Linked DNA regions of Mus musculus: region 1 is linked to region 2. A link is a contact called in public Hi-C data. All regions are on one chromosome and are shown on one strand. Each heading gives the region's core, a stretch centred on a gene start, on an enhancer-like site or on the middle of the called end of the contact. The rest is flanking DNA. Distances are from core to core; before and after follow the strand shown. Region 1 has its middle 80 kb from the start of Gm41423. Region 2 has its middle 48 kb from the start of Gm33696.

Evidence for each region. A called contact is a pair of places that touch in the nucleus more often than the background predicts.
Region 1: a Hi-C map of the 3T3-L1 cell line shows a contact between it and region 2, with 2.9 times the contacts expected there. The contact joins two enhancer-like sites. A contact is called at or near these places in 3 of 484 Hi-C or Micro-C datasets (the 3T3-L1 cell line, nephron progenitors and uterus).

Annotation. Positions count from the first base shown.
Region 1 is chr16:15,191,671-15,197,479 of GRCm38.p6, reverse strand. No RefSeq gene overlaps it. Among named protein-coding and RNA genes, the nearest start is that of Gm41423, 80 kb to the right of the region's middle. RefSeq lists an enhancer at 1,364-3,067. Within about 2 kb of position 1,914, at least 100 of the 459 cell types and tissues checked have an H3K27ac peak or open chromatin away from gene starts, as enhancers often do.
Region 2 is chr16:14,986,661-14,991,746 of GRCm38.p6, reverse strand. It overlaps the pseudogene Gm46561. Among named protein-coding and RNA genes, the nearest start is that of Gm33696, 48 kb to the right of the region's middle. Within about 2 kb of position 1,961, at least 19 of the 459 cell types and tissues checked have an H3K27ac peak or open chromatin away from gene starts, as enhancers often do.

The DNA.
Region 1 (5,809 bases), core at 665-3,164, 210 kb before region 2:
CAGCAGACAGCAGCAGGAACCTGCAAAGCCACCAACTTGGCACCTCAAAGCTCGACTTGCATGAGAGCAAGCATGTATCCTCTATTCCCTAATAAAGTCAAACGTTTGGTGTATTAGAATGGTCATTTTGCTTTCTGATAAATTCTGAGGGAGGAAAAAGTAATTTGATTATTTCTTTCCAATTCATAACTCCTTTTAAACCTCAGCCCCTCTGGTTAGCCTGCTCCCCTCCCCCATATTTGTTCACACACCCATGTATGGGTGAAAACCTTTCAAATGTTGCTTCTACTTCAAATTATTTTTCTAAGAAAGATAGACTGCCTGCATCCTTCTGGGAACTCCTCTGTCCATGTCCATAGGAGCAAGACTTCTCACAACAAACCATGTACACATCACACACAAGGACACATAGTTCAGTGGCAGGCTGAAGACATGGGAGGTTTGAGTTAAGGACATGCTCCATCTGGTTGACATCCTCATCCTGTCTCCTGCACCAGAGTCCAAACTTGGCCCTGCATTTTAAAGGATATCTGGTTTAAGTAGTAGCTCTGTCTCAATACTAACAATCATCAAATATTACTTGGGCATTTGCTCATGGGTCTGGCTGGCTGGGTGAACCTGCAGGGAGAGGGGACCATGTAGGGAGCTTCATGTCACCATGTTGATTGACACTCAGCTTCTGTTGATGTTCTATCCCTATTACCAATAACTCCTCTGATTCATGAGAACAGATGTCCCTTCCTGTTCTACCTGGTGCCCTCTCAGATCACCAGCAGCATCCCTGGTGGCCTTGAAAATCTAGACCACAGCTTCTGCATTTGCCTAGTGAAGGTGGGTTTGTGGGCAGGGCCTGATGTTAGACTTCCCCAGTAAAGGATATGGTGGGCTCACCCACATTTTCATAACAAACCAAACTTATAAAGGCCAGGTTCAGCCAGTACAGTTGTTATTAGACGCGTTCTCACGACCGGCCAGGAAGAACACCACAGACCAGAATCTTCTGCGGCAAAACTTTATTGCTTACATCTTCAGGAGCAAGAGTGCAAGAAGCAAGAGAGCAAGAAGCAAGAGAGCAAGAAGCAAGAGCGAGAGAAGCAAGAGAGAGAGAAAACGAAACCCCGTCCCTCTTAAGGAGCATTCTCCTTCGCCTCGGACGTGTCACTCCCTGATTGGCTGCAGCCCATCGGCCGAGTTGACGTCACGGGGAAGGCAGAGCACAAGTAGTCATAAGATACCCTTGGCACATGCGCAGATTATTTGTTTACCACTTAGAACACAGCTGTCAGCGCCATCTTGTAACGGCGAATGTGGGCGCGGCTCCCAACATACAGTGGCCAGCCAAAGGCTGCTGGGGAATGCCTTCCACCCTAAACCAGCTAATTTGTGTCTGTCCTGAACACACAGCTCACCAAACAGTGCCAGGTCTGGCTGTCTTTGAAAGAAGACTTTCTTTCCATTTTGGCAAACTGTCTCTTGAAAGACACTTCATTCTTTTTATTGGATGGCTAATATTTTCACAAGTAACACATTCACTTTCTAAAGAAATCCTCTACCCTGTTCTTCCGGCATCCATCTCCCACCAGAATTTCTCTTATCTGCCCTTCTGTCCAGGGGGCTCTGGTGTTAACTCTTAAAATGTCAGACTGAATTCTCTAGAGAAGCCTGGTGGTTTGGGACTTGACTGAAGACCAGAAACAAAGAGCAACTGAACTGAAGCAAAACCATCAGGGCCACAGCATGGAAAGCTAGAAGCAAGCTTCCCAAGCTGCAGCATGTGTGCTGCCAGCCAGCCGGCGCCTCAGCGGCCTGGCTTGGCAGCCTCTTACTCAAACTCTGTTTTCCTTGGGGGTAGGTGGAGGAGGTGGAGGGAACCAGGAAGGAGGAGGGCAGCACTGAGGGATGTAGTTGCCCTTTGCCTCATGATTTATACTTGGTCAGAGTAGCCCTGTTCCGCTTGCTTTAGGCTGGAATGTGTCTTGGACATGTTGTTTCAATATGAGACAATCAGCTGGGCCCTCTGTGGAATGTCCCTGGAGACTGGAAACGACCTCCCAACAGGGTCATTTGTTCAGCAGAATTTAAAGCCACATTCTCCAACATCTGCATTCTATTAATACCTTCAGAATAATTCCTTCCTTCAGCCTTGGGAAATCAGAGGATGTTCTGAGGGACACTTAGCATTGAGTCCTTTTGATTTTGCTGCCTCCTAGAAAGATCCTAACCCCTTCCTCTGCTGTAGTGCAAGTGGATCTTCACTTTCCCAGAGTGAAATCCTGGATGGGCAAAATGTATGGCTGGACTTGTGTTAATGTACAAAATAGAGATGAAACAGAAGAGCTTGGCAGACATTCCTGGGTATGTGCTGAAAGCCAGGGAGGGGACAAGTACCTTCTGTGAAGGCCCCTTTCCAAGTCTTTGTGGGAGCCTGGCCAGAGCTGGATCCTCGTCATATCCTCCCAGGAGAGAAGGTTCTTAAAGGGAGGGAAGACAGAGAGTGAAGGAAGAGAAAATGGTTTCAAGGCAGCAGTACAATAAAGCCAGAGATAATTTCTTTAAGGTTCAAGTACACTTACTAGCTAGATGGAGTAGAAATGCAGCTCAGAGCTTCAGTAATATCCACTTAGTGGGAAAAGGTATGACTTGGACATGCAGCTGTGACCTTGGATGAGGCTGGTCCTGAGTCCTAGGCCTTGTAAGAAGACACTGGGGACATATTGAGTGTGGAGGATCTTTTAGTATGGAAGGGAATGTGATCAAAACTCTGATGCTAAGAAGGTATGGTTAATCTAAGAACATTTAATGAGTGCCTCCCCATTGTACACATGCAGCCAGACACTTCGTCAACTACTCTGAAGGAAGGAGAATCAGGGCCAATGTTGAGGACATCATTTCTGAGCACTACTCTTTTTTCTGAGAACCTGGAAGGTGCAGCTGCTGAGGCTCACCAGGCAGGGGCTATCCCATTATTACCTGTCATTATCCAAATCTTTGTCACCGTATTATCATTTAATAACCCTGAGCCTAAAAAACTAAATGCACTCAAACTGATCAGAAACACAACTCTGCCCCATCATTTTAAGTTCCAGTATGCCTCTAAAGATGAGGAATGGCTTCCTGGGTGTGTGGCTCAGGAAGAACGCTCTTTCTCTCTGATGGCTGAAGGTAGGTTAGGGTATCTGAAAGCACTGCCTGGGTAGAATGGATGTACTGCCTAACACATCTGATGGTGTTTCCTTTGTCATTGGCTCATTTGTCTGTCTGCTCATAGAAAGAGATCTATCAAACAGTGGGCTTCCTGTGAGATCTGCATACCCACCCTCTAGCTGCTGGACCTTTGCTGCTGGGCCCCTGGCCAGGTCTTACATTCCTTTGCCTAGGATCACAAGGAATTTTGAGAACAAGTGTTCAAGAGAATAGGTAGATGGGTTTTGGCCTTCTATCTCCTTTTCCTTGCCCAAATTAGCAAACCCTGGAGAGCAAACAAAAGGATACAATGAATAAGCTGTGGGTTCCCTGTGACCTTCCTATGTAAGCATCTGGAAAGGCAAGCTTGCATTTGCTGCTAGTATCAGGGACCAAGCACAACACTTCCTAGCATAACACTGTGGTGAGCACATGTCCATTTTACTGATGGGAAACTCAGCTCATCTAAAAAAGAGTAGGTCAGCTTATCCAATGTCAGATAGTAAAAGTGGGACTGGTATCATATAATGTCTACACTTTTTCAAAGCACTGGCTATAGAATAAAAGGCACATGATTAGAAATAAGGATCTGGAGGGTTCTATGCAGGAATAGAGCATGGTTTTCCCCCCACAAACCAGAAATGGGCAGTTTTTTAGTGACTCTTTCCTGCTGCTTGGTTTCTGCTTTGTTCCAGCAGTACATGGATTTTGGGGCTGCTACCCTGATGTGTGTGTGCTCCCCTAGTCCCTGCCTACACCAAGTGCCAGCAGAAGGCTCTCACTCATTTGTTCTTCACAAACATTCAAGTTTGTGTGAATTTTGGGTGGGGGCTATATACATGCACACTACCTCACAACTGATCTACCATGTACTGAAAGATGATGACAAATCCTTTTTGCATTCTTAAGACATCTGTAAAACAATTTTCTTTCCCTGCCCTACTTAGCAGCACTAGTTTTGTTTCCACTTGTGGATACTACAGGGTGGGCTTCTGCCTCACAGCCTGTCTAGTATGGCAACCAGCCTTCAGGGGACTATTAATAGCCCTTGTTTCCAGTATGTGCCCCTGTAAACTCAGGCCTCAATTTTTAGCAACTAACTGTTACAATTCTAGAAAAAATTCCCTTTGGATGTATTCCTGCCAGAAGAATAATTTGACTCTTGTTCCCTGTCAGTCCCCTCCCCCTGAAGGATAGGAGCCCAAGGATATATGGTGGGAAATCCATCTCTTGGAGGAGTTGTTAAACTGAATGACCCTTTGTTTGGAAAGCAGCCCTGATAAGTTTGGGGGTTAGGGTGCGGCTGCAGATGCCCAGCACTGACATCATGCTCAACTCATCTCTTCCTTTCGCAGCTCCTATCTAGCTCATCACATATTTAGTTGACTTTGCCCAAAAATATATATCTAATGACCAGTCCTCTCATTCTTCTGTCTCAGCTTGGCTGCACAAGTCCTCCTGCATCCAGCCTTTATGCAAGGCCCCTGTCTGCTGTGTTTCCTTCTGAGTTCTCACCATTTCTGACCCTGAGAACTCCCTGAAGGCTCTTAAAGCCTACCGGTGCTTAGCCTGGCAAAGTCAGTGACTTGCTGTCCCCAAGTAACTATCCAATATAAGTTGTCCCCTTAAAAGAAACCTTAAGGGAGATTACACTCCTCAGCACTGTGCATCTTGATATAATATGAATATCATTAGTTTACCCCCAAGACCATGTCGTAAAGGTTTGGTCCCTAAGTGGCTGTATTGGGAGGTACTGTGGACCTATAGGAGGTGGGGTCTAATGTGAGGTTCATAGGGTCCTGTAGCATACCTTTGAAAGGCATTAGGGAACCTTGTTTTCTGTCTCTTTCTGCTATCTGGCTTGTGATATGCATCCTTCCTTGGACATTCCGGAGGACTGCTGACCATAGAATGTGATGCTAAACCAACCTTGCTATCTGCTTAAGGAATCTGTTACAAGGATGTGAAGCTGAAAGTTGCACCTTCCTTCCATGCTTTCAGCTGAGCTTTTTCACTACTTGAGAGAAAGTAGTAGAAAAGCAGGACTTTTATTTTCATTGTATTTTGACATTATAGAATAATTACATCATTTCGCTCTTTCCTTTCCTCCCTCCAAACTTACCCATATTCTATTAATTGCTCTTTTGACAAGGCTGCTTCCCTCCTTATCTGCATATACCTTTACTGGACTGGGTCCCACAGTGAGCTGGTGACTAAATAGCTCACACACTTTGCAGTAAGAGAATCAACTCTATGCAAGCAACCTCTGGGCACTTTCTGAAATTCTAATGATGGCACTGTCCATACACAGAACACAGAGTTAGGGTACAAACCATTCTGATGTCAATTTAGGGGTGACAACCCTGATTCACATCTAGAGACATTCTTGGTCACCCCAGTTACATTTGATCAGAGTTCCACAACAGACTCTCAGGCCAGTGGAAGGAAAGAAGAACAAAGGACACTAGGAAACATGGAGCCAGGAGCTTATAACTACCTATGGGAATAATGTCAGATAGTAGGCATCATATACCACCAAGCTTTGGAACATAGAATTTAAAATTCAAGAAATAAATTTTTTTAAACATTTTGCCAGGTTGCCTTCTAGCTTGAACTACATGAGGGT
Region 2 (5,086 bases), core at 712-3,211:
AAACACCTGTACTTAGTTACACTTCTTGGTCTAGGTCTCTCTTCCATGCCCTCCACTACCCAGATATGTATGTCACTGACCCTCAGAAACCTCAGAGCATCCCAATGAAGGCCAGCTCCTATGGCCTTCAGGATAGAACTCATAGGCTCCACAGTGAAAGGTCACCTTCCTGATTTGGGTGCTACATGTTTCTCTGGCATATTACTCACTATCTTCCTTTGAGAACCCACGTTTCTGGTGTTCTGGCCTTCTTTATTAAGACTGCTTTCTTCTTCATTTTCTGCCTGGACTCTAGGAAGGACATTTACATTGTAACACAGGTAGCCCCCCCCCCCAGACACACATACACATACATACAACTCCCCTAAACTAGGATTCTTTTGAACTATAAGGCAGGTCTTTTGTTGACCTCTCTAGAAACATACTTGAGCTATGAGCTGCTGGTATTCATGGCTGCTGGTCCATTCGTGGATATGGGGATTCGCTGGAAGAGCCACATCTCCATTCTTCTCTCTGTCAGAGTTGGCATGCCTACCAGATGTGTGGTTGAGAAAGAAACCTTTTTCCTCTGTAAACAGCCTGACATATGGCACACATTTACACAAAGAATGCACAGAGGAGGCATGAGAAGAAGTCTTTCTGGCATTGCCTTTTAATATCTTTACATATTGTTTGTGCAAGAATCCTACTTCCATTCAGATTCTAGAAGACAGTTTTACGTTTTCAATGCCATTTTCAATAGCTATACTTGTAATAAAATGTGTACTCTGTACATTGATTAAAAAGAGGAATGCATTTTGGTACATTTGTAAAGAGAAGAAAAAGAAGGGGTCAACTGTGATCAACAGGAGCAACTGTCTCCATCCCCCTCCTGAGTGAGATGAGCCCTTTACTGTGAATTCCAAGATTATTCCTACACATTTTCAATATTCATTCTTCTTGAAAATTTCAGCTTTTCAACATAAGATCCAAAAGCTGTCCTGGAAATTCTACAAAAGAAAGACAACTGTGGGAGTGAACTTTCAGTGTATCTTGGGGGCTTTTTATGACTAAAACATACACAGTGTACCATGCTAGTGCCAATTCTACTTGATTCTTTCAGACTCCAGAAAAAAGTCTAAAATAACAGGAAAGGAATGCCTTTGACAAACACCAATGAGACATTGATGTACTTAAAGCCAGGATGGGTTTTCCCAAGAATAACAGCACTGCCTTGCAGTGGAGTGGAGTGGAGCAGTCTAGCAGAAGGGGTTACTTTGGAATAACGGCACTGCCTTGTAGTGGAATAAAACAATCCACCAGAAGGGGTTACTTTGGCCTTTCTGCTTCTTTTTTATATGAAGGCTGCAGGAAAGTGTTCCAATGGTTTCACTTTCTTGGGAACAGACTTAGTGTACTAGGACTTGTGTTCTGGTGTTTTTATATCAGGAACAAGGACAGTGTGTAGATTATAAGCCCATAAAATTTAAATCACTGGCAGAGCGAGATCATGAAGATGGGGTGTATTATAATACTTACCCCCAGGGAACATAATTTGACAGGAATCCCATAGCTGGGATCTTCCAGATTGTGAAGGGTTTTGTCCACTATGAACCTTCTCTATTGCCTGGAGTTATGGTCCATAGTGGTAGAGTGTAGCACCAGCTGCAAACTTATTACCAGATGCACCCAAGCAGGTGGTTTCGATTCTTCTGACAGGTGTTATCTACTTCCTGTGTCAAGGGCACAGGCTCTTTCCCTCCTGAACACATTCTGGTACCAAAATATTTCTTTTTAAGGAATGTTTCTAAAAGCCAAGTAGATTTATTTGTGTCACAATCTGCAGTCTAATTCTCTATGTGATGTTCATTAAAGCCTTAATTACACAATATCCAAAGTGCTAGCTCTGCACTACACAGTGTGCTGTGGCGTCACTTAGTTCAGTTTGGCTCAACTCTCCTCACTTGCTCAATAATATGAGTCTTGGCAAAGAAAAGAGAGTCGGAATCCAAGTCCATATGACTTGGCGTTTGCACTGCAAGAAGAAGGAAGATGGAGGGGGGTGGTAGGGAGAAGTTAGGCTGGTATAGAGATCTGCCTATTACTCTGCCACAAACTATGGAAGTTGGGTTAGAGTCTAATCTAACCCGTGTCTCTCAACCTCCCTAATGCAGAGACACTTCAATATAGTTTCTTGTGTTATGGTGACCTCCAACCATACAGTTTTCTGCTACTTTATAACTGTAATTTTGCTACTGTTATGAATCATAATGTAAATACCTACTTTGCAGGATTATCTTAGGCAACCCCTGTGAAAGTGTCATTTGATCTCAAAAGGGGCTACAACCACTTTTGCAAATCACTGGGTTAGACAAAAGTTTGTGTATCTTGGGCAAAAGGGAGGAGGAAAATGATAATGATAAAATATCTACACTTGTTTGCAAAAAGAACTTAGAGTTGAAGAATGAGTACTGCTGGGCTGAGGTAGCAGCTAGTAGGGCCTGCAGTTGCCCAGGAAGGGGACTGCAAAAACACCAGGAAAAAGCATATGTTCCAATGCCCTCATCTCTTGCTATTAGGTCTTAGAAGTTCTTGTCACCTGATAAACTCTGGCATGAGATGTGCTCATAGTAACGGAACATCCAGCAGCTCTCAACAGGCCAAGGGCCACCAACCTGTGCTAAGGATAACACTCCCTACTTGGGAATACTCTTCAGGAACCAGCATCATTCATCTGTAGTGACACAGCAGCATCAGACAAGAAGACTACACAATAAAGTTTTGGATAAGAACTGTCTATGGCTGTGAAATATTTGCTTTAAAAATTTTGATTCTAATTATTATATTAAAAATATTTACATGTTTCAAAATAGATCAAAGAAAAGCAAACAGCTTTCAAAGAACTGAAATATGGTCCCAAGTCATACAGAGTATTCATTTTATTTTAACTTATATTTGCACAAAAAAACCCTTTAAAAAGCCATTTGAATCTACAACAATTAGTTTTATAGACTACTTTTGACTACAGAGGAATGAGCACAGAGACATTTTAACAATCAATTCATTGTTTGGAAATAATTTACGTTTCTCATGCTTCTAAATATAAGCAAAAATGAGACAATGATAAGGGGATATGAATATTTATAAAAGACTTATGAATAAGTAAATAAAAGTCAAAGCATAAAGTAACTAACAAATAGGCAATGTCTGAATTTAAATTTGAAGTTTAGAAATAGTTTAACATACAAATAGTCTTGGAGAGGGGAATGAAAGTTAAATGGCAATGATGTCTTTCTCTTTGTATAGCCACCCTAGAATGCTTGTTTCTTCATTGTTAGAATACATGCTATTAAAGGTTAAGAGAGCAGGCATAGAGAACTAACAGAAAAGTGCCTCTCTCTTGATTCCAAGGTAAAGTGCCACAATTAACATAAGGGATATTTCTTTTGGGCAATAGTGAGTTTAGTTCCACAATAAGATTCACATTCTGCCCCTCATGTTTCCTATTTGCATTATGTGGCAAGCATTTTCCACCCATTGGGCACATTCAAAAGTCATGACAGGAGGCATAGAGGTGTCCCAGAGCTGGGTTCTGTAATCAAACACAACATATGCTTCTCCTCTCTTCACCAGCTATAATCCTTCCATTCTCCTATGTCCACCAACTATTGCAATGAGGAAGACTTTTATCATGTTGGCAAGATCAACTGTCTTCATGAGCATAAGCTCTTGTTCTATACTCACTGCTCTGCAGATATAAGATGCTACCAGATTTTACATGATGGCAGAGCATTCCACCAATGTCAATGTCCAACCAGTTACTTACTCTTTCTTCAAACTACTTGTCACTTACAGTTTGTCACCTATAGCTACAGGGCTGTCATGGTTATTCTTACATGGTAAAGACTGGAGTCACTTGTCTGTAATGCTCCACTGGGCATGAACTTTAGCAATTGGCTGTTATCAGATTCTACAGCTATTTCAAAGGCTCCTCATTTGTCAGCACACACATTCCCAGAAAGTCTCTCTTGACCATTCTTATCTCACTACACTGCCTTAGTTCTTTGCACATGGGGATCAGGGAGCCTGTGTCATTTGTTGTAGAGGTGAGTTGATTCTCTACCACTTTCAGCTTCCAACGAGCCTGGAAAGAGTTAACTTTTAGACATTTAGAAACACATGTATTGAGAAAAGCCCTGACAAGGGTGGTCTCCACCTCTGGGCTGCCCACTGCTAAACCTTGTACATCCTCTTTCTTCCACTGTGTACCCAACGCCTTGCTTCACACCCCAGGCCTCATTTGTTCTACATGCAGTTCCTTTTGCTTTGCAGCTAGAGACATGCTTATATTTCCTCTTTGGAAGCTTCATGATTATTAAATGTCAAGTCACATGAAACCATGGACATTAAGTGTCCTCAAGAAAGGCAGCAATCTGCTGGTTATAACATGTCCTGTATATGTTGCAAAATTTGACCATTCCTGACAGAAATATAGTGTGACCACATGTACTTTCAATAAGGGAATGCAGTACAAAGAGAGTTACAGAATGCATAGAGCATGCAACACTGAAGTACAGAAATATATGGATAATCTACTTCATTATAAACTGTATAGTGTTTTCTGAATACTCATTTAAGTTCAGGCACATTGTCCCTCAATGTATCCACAAAGTGCATGGATTTTACAGAATCACATGCATCCTTTTGTTATTGTCCTGCCTTTCATTCATGGATACAATGCTTAGGATTTAATAATTCTAGAAGGCAGGTACAAGACTGTCCAAGCAATGACTCTGCCTCTTCAAGAGGATATATAAAATCAGCCAAATGTGGGGCCAGTAGGTAGGAGAAGGGATAAAGGGGTGGTTCTGCTCAATGCAGGAGACAAGGACCAGCCCAAAAGCTGGAATGTGTAGTAGGAAGGCATAACATCTTCAGCATGTACAGGGCCAGGGAGAGTCTCATATGTACCCCTTATCTCTTGTCCTGGATCATTGAGACATCTGGAAGGCCTCACATCTCCTTGAGTTATTGCTAGTCAAGCGGTCTTGCTTGTTAGTAACTTCAGAAACAGCATGATAGAATCTAGCACATGTATATTAAACAA